Regions from separate parts of the Neogale vison genome. Here region 2 is linked to region 1. The links are chromatin contacts, called in public Hi-C maps. All regions are on one chromosome and are shown on one strand. The core of a region is the stretch at or near the end of the contact, and the rest is flanking DNA. Distances in the headings are between cores, read along the strand shown. Region 1 overlaps LOC122915464 (speedy protein E4-like). Region 2 overlaps LOC122915097 (a long non-coding RNA gene).

Evidence for each region. A called contact is a pair of places that touch in the nucleus more often than the background predicts.
Region 2: a Hi-C map of fibroblasts shows a contact between it and region 1, with 9 times the contacts expected there. The contact joins two enhancer-like sites. A contact is called at or near these places in 2 of 3 Hi-C or Micro-C datasets (fibroblasts and muscle).

The regions. Positions count from the first base shown.
Region 1 is chr8:107,773,728-107,779,777 of ASM_NN_V1, forward strand. The region is part of intron 2 of LOC122915464 (speedy protein E4-like); the gene reads right to left. Among named protein-coding and RNA genes, the nearest start is that of ANAPC1, 120 kb to the left of the region's middle. Within about 2 kb of position 1,869, the one cell type or tissue checked has open chromatin away from gene starts, as enhancers often do. A contact at or near this core is called in fibroblasts, where this site is marked.
Region 2 is chr8:108,008,625-108,014,250 of ASM_NN_V1, forward strand. All of the region lies in intron 1 of LOC122915097 (a long non-coding RNA gene), which reads left to right. Among named protein-coding and RNA genes, the nearest start is that of BCL2L11, 310 kb to the right of the region's middle. Within about 2 kb of position 2,472, the one cell type or tissue checked has open chromatin away from gene starts, as enhancers often do. A contact at or near this core is called in fibroblasts, where this site is marked.

The sequences.
Region 1 (6,050 bases), core at 619-3,118:
ACTTTGGACTTGGGATTAGGACTCGTGTCTGACCAGTGCTCAACGGAGGAATGGCCAGGGGCAGCGAGAGTTGAGCCTCAGTCACCCTTCTAGGAAGGCCGAGCTGGGTGGCCTTACATACTCAGTCTAGTACAGGAACGAGTGACACTCACCCAGAGCAGACCTCCTGGCTCTCTCAGGATCTAGGCCCCTTACCCTCACCCGGAGCACAGCCTCAGAACAGTGTGAGAAGAACACTTACTGTAGCCAGGTTTTTGGAACCAAATGGCTCCCCAGATTCCAGAGCCCTTGACAAGAGTCAGTGATGACATCACATCATTCCACCACGAACTGCTTTTTTTCTATAAAAGGAGGTCAAGAAATAGAAGATGCGCCTCAAAGGCAGGCGATTAGTGCCCCAGCCTGAGTACTGGGCTCACCTCCTTTTATCCCAACGTTGTCTCCACTTTGAAACTCATCCTGTGTATAACCAAGTCAATTAATGATTCCAGATGAAAGCAATGCACCCACATATCCAAAACACAAACTTAAAAGTTGACAAATTGCTCCTCCATAATAAAAGCAACTCAGGTAGTTTATTTTTGCTATCATCTTATTTCTGTTTAGCTATGATCACAGTAAGATTAAAATTTTTTAACTTTTATATTTTGAGATAATTGTAGATTTATATGCACTTGTAAGAACTCTTTACCTAAATGTTAGATGTGGCTCTAAACAGGACACTGCTAATTTTTTTTTTTTAAATGAACACATTGGGGCACACACTTTCATGAATGTCATCTTGTTTGAAGTGGTCACTCTTGGAGATTTTACATACGGATGGTGTTCCTATTATCACTCCAAATTCTTTGTGAAGGGCCTTCTGAACATGAATATCCTCAGTGGCGGCATGTTTCCATTATTTAAAATTAGTTTTTTGGCATCAATAATGTCCTTACCCTAAGGCAGGTGATGAAGTCATTTCCACCAGCTGCTCTGCTGGGCCCCAGAAGGTAGTCAATTCATATTTGTTTAAATGAACCAAGAAACCAGGGAGGGGGTGGAAAGCTGGGGATGCTCATTTGCTTGGGGAACGTTTAAATAGGATCTTCCAAACTGTTAAGACAACACTTGGATATCTTTACGTTGGTGTGTTTGCCTTGGAAAACAGATCAAAAAGGAGCTATTATGTTATAGTTCCACATCGCAGCAGGTACCCTGACCTTTCCCTCTGCATGTTTGAAAAATATTGAACCCAGTGATTGAACCTCTTGGTTTTCTCATCTCTAAAATAAGAATAAGAGAACACACCTCATCAACTGTTCAAGGGTCAAAGGACCAAAACCTATTTGTCAAATGTTATCTGGCAAATGCTATAGTTGTAAGCCATAGGGAAGTGTCTGTCCCTCATCTTTAAGTCTGAACACATGTGTAGAATAATTCTGTGATGTAAGGTCCCCTGGTCCTGAAGTGCCCTCTCGTGGGAGCAAGAGACTCAGCGGTTGCCTTAGATAATAGCTCGGGTGACCAGAGCCCTTTGTTAGGAAGCACAGGTCTGGAGCTGGGTTCCAGGGTAGGACAGTTGATTGGTGGCATTTCCTAGTCCCTCCCCCCCCCACTCCCCGGCCCCGCAGGGTGGGTGGGGCAGTGCTTTTGATAAGTTCATTGGTAGGTGGCAAAGCCCAGTCCACCCCTTTGGCTTTTTACTATGTGATGCCCACAGTGGACAGTAGGTGGCGCAAGTCCCACACCACTGCCTCTACCGCTGGCTGCTCCTTCTCAGAAGGGAAAGGTCTATTTCTAATCCAGCCTGGGCTTTATGGCAATGCTTAATCACATGGAAAGGAACATGCAATAACTACTGGTATTTCTGTAAACACACATGCTAAGTGCAGCTGCCAGTTGGGGATGAGGACAGAAGGAACACTCAGGGAGAGGTCTCCTGAGGACAGTCTATAAAAGGAAAACCCTGCGGCTTTTTAATTCAAGAGCCTCCCAGTTAACCTTTCTGACTCATAGGAAGAAACATTTAGAACCCGGAAGGACAATGATAACACATTTTGTGGATTGTAACCTGGTCCTCTGTCCACGCTGCCCCCTCCCCATTTCCCCAAATGGCCAGTTTCAGAAGGAAAGACCCGTTCCCGGGCCCAGGGCGGGCATGCCCACCTCCCAGCCCCTGGCAAGGCCTGGCTGAGGGGCAGGGCCAGCGCCTCCTGAACTGACCGTGACTTATTTCTCTCTCCTTTGGTCCTGGCAAATTGCCTGTGTCTTGCGTTCCTTCTTTCTCTGTCTTTTCCTCCTTTCTCATCCTACCATTAATAAAACCGGCGTTGGATCGCGAAGCTGAAGGAGGAGACACGTCACAACAAAACAAAGAGTGAAATCTGGTCAGGAGCAATAAGGACCGGGGTCTCTTAATTTTAATGTGCGGACACTTAAAGCACTGTCATACGGTACACATAACATAAAATTAGCCATCCTAGCCATTTTTACATATACTTAACACATTCGTGTGGTGCTACCGTCACCCCCATGTACCTCCTAAGTTCTCCTGTTGTAAAACTGAAACGCTGTCCCCGTGAAAACACCAACTCCCCATTGTCCCCTCCCCATGACCCCTGGCCACCGCCATTGGACTTTCTCTGTCTATGAGTGTGACTACTCTCTAAGCGCCCCATCTAAGTAGAGTTGTACATCCTGGTAGTTTTGCGACGGGCTTATTTCACTGAGCAGAATGTTCTCAAGGTTCATCCGTGGAGCACGCACCAGACTTTCCTTCCCTTTTAAGGGCAAATGCTATTCCCTGACGTGTGCACACCAGATTTTCCTTATCATCCATCCATCCATCGACGCTGGGATTGCCTGTGTGTTTCAGTTATCACAAATATGTGGCTGTTAATGTGGGCGTACAAAGATCACTTTGAGATGAGCTTTCTGTTCTTTTGCGTAGGTACCCAGAAGCAGAATGGCCAGATCGCGTGGTAATTCGATTTGCTAGTGTCTGAAGAGCTGCTCGATTGCTTTCCATGGAAGCTTTTACGTCTCATCCACAGGCCTCACGGGTCCTAATTTCTCCACATCCTTGTCAGCACTTGTTTCTGTTTTGTTTTGTTTTTGGATAGTAGCCATCCTAATGGATATGAGATGCTGTGTGGACTCTGAATTTGTTTTCTCTAGGGCTTTCTCTGGAGTGGACTGGGTCACCTGATATCGTCTTATGACAGTGGTCTTATGATAAAGAAGATGTCTTCCCGCCCCCACCCTTTCCTCAGAACCTCTGCCCCCAGAGCCCTCCAAGTGTGGGTACATCTAGGGCTGGCCCCTCTACCAGGGGATCCCCTTGAGAGCAGCTTCATTTGGACCAGTCTTGGGTCACCAGTGTTTCCTGAGGTGTTACCGGGTCACAGCTTGAGCTCCTCTGAGGACGGGAGCAAGGCAGGCTGATTGGCTAACTGCACTGTGGTGCCCTCCCGCTCCACAGGGGGAAGGTCCCAGGGATCTCTCCCTCAGAAGGCTCTCACTGGAAGGAGTCGAAGGAGCCTGGGAAGCTTGAAGTCCTCAGCCTGCCTTTGAAATATCTCACAGCATCTCCAGGGACATGGCGTGGGCACATTTACCCGAAGAGTGACAGGAGTCACCGGGAGTGTCTGCCCACCCAGCCTTCCGTCGCCCCAAACGTTCTCTTGGGGCCAACTGCTATATACCGCTGTGGGACAGCCTCCTAATTACAGATGCGTTTCATTAAAAAACTTCCCAGAAACAAAGTGAAACTTTCTCGCGCATCTTGTGAGAGATAGGTTTCGCGGCAGATAGCAGTCAGTAAAGGGCCATCTGCCCCCGCAGAGCGGAGACTCGGGAGGAGGCCCAGCCGTGACTCAGGGTGAGTGACCAAGTGCTGGGGTCTCTGGGGGTGCGGGTGCCATGGCCTCAGGTAGGCTTGTGCCTGAGTCCCAGACTGGCACTTAATTTGTTCTGTGTCCTTGACAAAAATGAGCTTAATGAGAGCTACCGTTGGAGTTGCCCGGAGGTTTAATAGGAGGTAAGGATGCTCTTGCTTAGAAGCTTCTGGAATAGGGAAGTGCTGTCCATGGTCTCCCTCTTTTCCCTCTTGTCGTCTGCTCAGCACAAGATGGGAGTGTTGTTGAGCCCAAGTCCAGGCAGAGAGATGAGGAAGATCAGGGAGTAAAAGCCGGAGTCTTTTGGTGGACAGCTGCCCCGGCAGACGGACAGACAGATGTGCTCCCTGCAGTGGGGAGAGGAAAGTGCAGGGGATGGAGCTCCAGCTCGGGGATTCCTGGCTCACTCTGGCCATGGATGAAGTCCCACACAGCACCCACCACTTTCTGGTTAAACCGGGGTTTGGCCTTTGGAAGGGCTCAGCTTTCCAGGTGAGGGCTTTGCCTTAATTTCTGCTTCTTCGCTGCTGCCAGGGGCCCAGCTGCCCAGAGGCAGGTACAGCTTACGAAGCTGCAGGAGAATTTCTAGTTTTATTGTTTTAGAAAAATCACATCATTCATCGAGCATTGAGCTTACCTTTTGAGATGTTTGCTGGCTGGTAATTAAAGGGCTATTCCCGATAAGGGCTTTTTATTAAACGGAAGGTAATAACTTCTATGAGGTGGGTATGCAAATCCTCTTGGTTAATTAACAGTTTACAGTTTGCCTTTCGCTGATTTCTTCTCATTCTTTCCTTTGACGCTCCTGTATGGCAACAAGGTCCCCCTTTTATAGATGTGGAAACAGAGGCTGAGACGGAGGGCCCCTGCAGGCTGTGAGGGGTGCCTGGGGCATCTCGAGGGCACACTCGTCTTGGTGGTGGCTTCCCCAGTCCCCGTCGGTTGATGTGTGTCTTTGGCTGTGGTTCGGGGACACACTTGCGGGCACTAGAAGCTCCCTTTCCAAGAGGGAAGCTTAGTTTATATCTCAGTTTTAGGCAGGGGATGCAAAACACTACCTAGTTATGTCTGGGGTGTGGACAGAGGGAGAAGACAGATTGAATGCCGATCCTGCTTTGCTACTCATGAGGAACCCAAACCTTAGCATTTCACTCTGTTGTTTCTATCTTTCCCCTTCTCAGGGCTCTTCGGTTAACTAACCAGGGGCAGGAAATGACCAGCCCTTTCTTCTCCTGGAGAGGCTAGAGAACACGGAGAATGGTGAGGAGCACAGCTGTTGGGGGGAAAGGGGGTGGGCAGAGAGCGGGGCCAGCTCATTTGACAAGGAAGCCCTGGGAAATGTGAACATTGGATGTTCTTTGCTGAATCAGAGCATCAGCTGGCCTCCTCTATTTTTTGCAGATTCCCCGAAATTTGGTTGCAAAGGGCCCGGCACCTTCCCGGGGCTTTTGCAATCTGGAAGGTAGGCAGCGTTCAGCAGAGACTGACGTCCACGGCTGGGGAGGCTCCCACAGTCCTTCCATGCCTGGCGGCTGCACTCTTTAATTTGGGGACTATTGTGGTATTGTTGGCGTTATTCAGGGTTTTGGTTTCAATAGAATCTGTGATGATTTCTTTGTTATTTCACAGAAATTGGTACCCATGGTTGGCATGTAATGTGGTAGCCTTGGTTCTCTTGCTTTTGCCTAACACCCTTCCAGAAGAGCAAGGCAGTGGGAAAGGGAGTGCGGTGAGTTTGTTGACCTGCCGACATCAACCGTGGGACCTCATCCTCTTGCTCAAGAATTTGCCCAGGCTTGGGGCATTTGTAAGTTTGCAAAAATAATATAGTTGGTCTTCACTGTTTGCCCCCTAAATATGAAGAAGCTTCATGTTTTTTGTTTTGTTTTGTTTTTTTCCCTAGTGAGAAAGAAAGAATTCTGCTTTTCTAGAATCTGGCCAGATCTCACAGGGGTGACATGTTTTAGTACTTACATCTGCTGTGTTCCTGTCCCTCTGACTTTTTTTTTTTTTAAGATTTTTATTTATTTATTTGACAGACAGAGATCACAAATAGGCAGAGCAGCAGGCGGGGTGGGGGGCGGCAAGCAGGCTCCCCCTAAGCAGAGAGCCCGATGCTGGGCTCGATCCCATGATCCCTCTGTGGATGCGACCACGCTGAGATCATGACCT
Region 2 (5,626 bases), core at 1,222-3,721, 240 kb after region 1:
CATGCTTCTGTATCTTTAGTTAAATGGGACAGGCTATGAATGAGGCCAAATACTTACATATCTGTAAGCCCTCTCCTTTAACGGTAGATAGTATACAATTGCAGAGTCATTTCTGATTTGATTTAGAGTCTTTCGGTTAAAAGTGAGAGAAAACCCAACTCAAAGTGGTTTCAGCAAAATCTAGAATTTACCGCCTTGAGTAAGTAAAGAATCTCAGAGTAGGGCTGGCATAGACACTGCTCAAATGAGGTCAAGACGTTTTGTCTTCTTTTTCTTGTCTCTTTTTGGCTTAGTTTCTGCTGTGAAGCAAGTCAATTGCTTCGCAAACAGCCTCAACTCTCAAATGGTCTCTGGGTGGCAGCCACTTAACTTGTCCTTCAGGGTCCAAATCCAGCAGAAAAGAGCTTTTGTCCCAGCATTCCTTACAAAAAATGCTGTGATTCCCTCTGATTGGACCAGCTGGCTGGAAGAGGAACTGAGGTAGCTCACACAGTAGCCCCTTAGTCACTGAGCATCATGTCCATTATTTCTAAACCCGGTGTGAAATTAACAGCCGGACAGTACCCATTCACAGACTGTCTTCCTTGTTTCTCCTGCCTCCTCCCAGCAAACCCCAGCTTCTGGTGCCAGGTGCCTAGCTTCCTTCCTTATTGGTATAAAATGTTGTCTTTTGTGTCTGAGGAGGTTTTATTTGATACATCCACTGTGTGTGTGTGTGTGTGTGTGTGTGTGTGTTCTTTGAAGTGGACACAGGAACTTTGTCTTTCTAACTTTTTCTAAGTGTCACGTAGCTAGAGACAGTGAGTTGCTTCAGAAGGACTTAGCAATGCTGATGAAATGTTTCGTCTATTCTTATGCTCAAGGAATCAGTCCTCCCTTAGCAGAGAGTATCACCCACAGGTTCATCTATGTTTGCTGATCAAGAATGCCACAGGGATGTTCTTTTCAGTAGGAGCCCCCTTTCCCAGAATTGACCATGAAGAGGGTTGACTCAGGCCCCTTAGCAAAACAAAACAACCCGGGATTTCTTTGTCTTCCGTGTTCCAGGCGTATCCAGTGAGTTCTCAATGATTACAACCAGCAAGCAGATGGTGGCTGCTGTGCTATTGGTAGACTTCACTGTTTAACATGATTATTTACTCGAGTTCTAGTCCCTCGCTGCACTTTTCAGAAAGACACTTGTTCTGCAAGAGCCCTCACAGTCTGTTTCTGATTAGTTAAACTGGTCTTGATCAGTGCTAAGTTCACATTTCAGCCTTGATTTATGCCTTCCCTATCTGCAGATACGTTCCCTTGTTACCCTGTACAGTAGAGGCCTCCTCTCACTTATGCCTTCTCATTTTCATGTGAACAAGGTCATTGGTATCAGGAATACCTAACAAGGCCCCGCATGCTCACGTCACAAGAGAACAAGACGTGGACAGCAAATAATCATAAAATTCTTGATTGCTGGGGCATAGAAAAAAAATCAGAGGCAATTCCCTGAGTTGATAGTCCCAATTTTTTTAATGTCCTTCTTGAGTAGAGAAAACAGGATATTGAAACTATTCAAAGTAAATGAGACTCTGTGGATTTTAGGACAAGAGATGTAAAAAAAAAGTTCCATGGAAGTGGGCCTAGGACTTTGATGAACACCTACCCACAAAGATAAACTATGCCTTTCAGGCTGTTTTTAAGAAAAAGTGTGACCATCAAGGTCAGAGTATGGTCATTCATCCTCTATTCCTTCGATCTCTTTGGCCCTGAGCCTTGTGCAGACGTGGGCGGGAAAGAGTCCTGAAGAACAAACAGCATGGTGGCCAGATTAAGGAAGAAGGGGAAGATTCGCAGAAGTTGCTGATGATTAATAATGATCTCATGTCTTAGCTGGAACGATGTTTGCTAGGGCCTGGTCTTACAAGGAGAAATACAGGTGTCTCAGCTCTGAGCCTGCAAAGCTCGGGGGACACCCTGCCATCTGATCCCAGCCCCTCATCTTTCTCTAATACCTCAAGATTTGCCACAAAGTTTCTAAGAGACATTTGTGTCTTTACTGCATTCATGGGTATATCTAGCAAAAGTGCAAAGTCTTACTGATAAAGTGTGGACTTTTCTAGTAGAAACGAAAGAGATGTATCTTACAGATGTACAGAAAACAAGCTCACTTAAAAAAATTTTTAATGATGTATAATTTTTATAAGATCATGAATTACATTTATTTCATCTTAACCTCTGTCCTCAGAGGCATTTGAAGACCTGGAGTGGGTTCAGTCAAACACACACACACACACACACACACATACACACACAAGCACAAAAAACCCAAATGAAACAGCTTTTGAAAAGGTGTTTTGTGTGTGTATTGTAAGATTTTATAGTGAACGCTTTTGTTTTCTTTTCCCCCATTTATGCAGACTTCTGTTCTGCTCTTAGATAAAATACTAATAAACAGGAAGTTGAAAAAAAATGTGGTGCAATTGTTCTGAATGTTGTTTTCCTTGCGAGGCTTTATGGGCCACGCCACCCGGTCCTATTCAAAGCAGTCCCTGTAGGTGGTGGTGTTAATAAAGAAATGGAGCAGGCGAGTCGCCCCAAGCCAGCTCTGCCGCTGAAAGCCTCCCACGGAGGCCTCAGTCTTCAGGACTGCTGGGGCGGCTCAGACATTCCAGCAGTTTCCCCTTTATTTGTCCTGAACCAAGTTGCAGAATTTTAAGGAGGTGAAAGGCCATTCCTATGGAAAATATGTTTGTCTTCTTTTCCTCCTCAACCTGAGTTCATGAGAAGATTTTATTTCCTCTGAATGTTTAGCGTGTGTCTGTGTGTCTGTGTGTGTGTCTATAAAAGCCAGCAATACTGCAATAGCAATGCGCAACCTTTGTTTATCTTTAGGACACTTAATGAGCTACAACCCTGGTCTGTTGCCATTTGAACAAGTTGGTAAGAAAACCCAAATCTTGTCTCCCCCACCTTTTTTTTTTTCCCCCAAAAGAATGACTTTAATAATCATAGCAACAGTTAGTCAGTGCCACGAGCTATGACAGAATTATGGGCAAGAATAGATACCCCTAAGAGGTAACCCTCACCACCCCAGGCCCTCTGCTCACAGCAAGTCCCAGGCTGGGTGACCTGGGGTTTAGAAGAACCGGCCTCTGGGGTGACTGGAGCCAGACTGGGGAAGCCCAGGGATGTGCTCATTCTTGGGAAGTGGTTGTCACTCAGGGTACAATGCTGCCTTGGCTCTTCTGACTCCGTGCTTGTGGGATTTTATGCACCACTCACCCCCTCCCACCGCCCCCCCGGGCTCCCCACCTCTGTGTGAAGGCTTGCAGACTTTGGCCACACTCTGGTCTTTGCCTTTTGCCCCTCACCACGATGCCATGTCCCGGTTTCCCATAGCTACAGAAGCCAGGCAGGAAACAGGGGTGCAGAGTTGCAGGAAGGGAGCGCTGGGGAAATAAGAATTTGAGGGAGGGAGCAGGGACCCTGACAGAGAGATGGAGACAAAGAGAGCTGGCCCTCTCCAGAAGCCCCCAGAACTCCTCTTCCACCACTGGGTGGCTGTTTTAATTTATCCCCACCGGGCCTCATCTAAACTCCCCCTCCTGCTCCAGTCAAGCCTGTGCAACCCCAGACAGTTGCCTGTCCTGGGCCTGCCCTGCTGTCATTTTGTTTTTGTGTTTATTACTAAGTGAGACCAGTGTTAAACACTAGAAGAAAAAGGTAGCGATCCAGACCCAGGTGCAGGAGGCTGGGCGGGAGCGGGAGGGAGAAAGTCTGTGGCCAAGTATAAGGACCTGCCTCCAGGGATCCCACGGGTCTGAGCTCTGAGGCCATTTTAAGAAACTGTTGTTAATGTCAGAAATGAGGAGGGACGAAATAACTGTCCCGTCTTTTCCTCTGCACCTGGAGAAAAGCAAACCCCTCGGGCATACTAGGATTTCACCAATCAGACATCCCACAAGCTCCTGCCTTGAGTTTAGCCCTCTTTGGGGAAGCAGTAGGATCTGTGTGAGTGTGTGAACAGTCCGCACAGTTCTGGGGAAAGGGTCCAGAGGGGAAGAGGCTTCCACACTGAGTTTTGTGTTTACAGGACCTTTTATAGCACAGCCGTAAAGAAGCCTGATTTTTACAGGATTAAGCATGCTTCCTCTAGGAGTAAGGCATCCATTGTTCCCGGAGACAGTGAGCAGGGTTTTTTTCATTCGCACGTTGCATGTTCCAGAACTGGGGAGGAAGATATTCAGTACTCTCATTACTATTTTTGATATTTTATTTTCTGTTCAGAGTCAAGAGTTGTAGCCACCAAAGTCAGCCCCTGTCAGTAAATAAAAGGTTCCAGCAAAGAAGCATCTAAATCTTTCTGAGACGAGACCCCTGCCATGTCTGTGAACAGGAGATATTTGGGCTTGGATTTCATGAATTATTAAGTCTTTTCTTAGATGACTGCGCTCTGTGGTTAGAGAGCAGATAAGTTATTTTTCTCTTTAATGCCGAGCGTTTTCACTGATTTCAGTCTTACTCATTAGAAAATAATCTGCTCACCCACAGATGCCAGGGGTTCCAGAACACAACCACTCTACCTTCTCCTGTAGACATTTTAGACCTCCCCCCCTCCAACTGTGGCTTTCACAGTCAAATGTGAGTTGTCTTATAGTCATTGGTAAGCAGTGTTTTCGGAGCATGTTCATCCCCACTCAGGCTGTGTGTGAGATAAAACATCCACCCAGAGTCCCTGGGAGGGACACACACCCTTGGATTCAGGCATCGGGACACGAAAGTTTGGACATGATTATTAAAAAAAAAAAAAAAAGGCAACGTAAGGAAACAAATTCTCTGTGGCCCTATTGTGAATTTGTAGGGATTTCCACGACAAAGGCTATTTTAGTCATTTAAAAACATCTGTGCGCTGAGCCTAATCAGCACATTTTTATGTCTGACATTTTTATATTTGGGGAGGGATTGGAAATGAATTTGATCTGTTTCAGTTTGGAATTTCCCCAAAGGTCATTTTACCAGCTTCAGAGCTATGTCGATAATGCTTTCATTTTACACGTAGTTATTTTTCTCTCTGTTCAGGGATCACTCCTTGCCTGGTGTGTGGTCTAGCGATCTGGTGATTTCAAAACCTTACGGTGCCTCGGACTTGGACTTAGAGCCTGGACCAGGTCCGGCCATGTTGCTTGCTTGGGCCATCAGGTGGCCTGCTGGAGTCACAGACAGACAGGGCCAGGACAGGGGCCAGACCGTGGAGGACCCAGTGGTACCATTTCAGAGCTTTTGTTTTTTGTTGTTGGTTTAGCATATCCATTTTCTCCTGTAAATATCTATAAATACATACCCTCTCCAACCTGTCCCCCAGAGAATTAACAGAGCCTACAATTAACCATGCCTCATGGAGATTTTGCTTTTCTGGAAGATTTTTCCCTTTTTTCTAGGAAGCTTGTTAATAAATCTTTGTGGTTATTGCAACATTTTAGATATCTCACACACACACACGCACGTAAATGATGACACACACACAAACTACATGAGGCCTTTTAAAAGAGAGAAATGGTATGAGTTGGTGAATCGCAATTTCTTTTCAATATGGAAAAAGGCACTGGGTAATCACCCCAGCAGGAGAAGCTTCAGAAGTTAAAATAAGTTG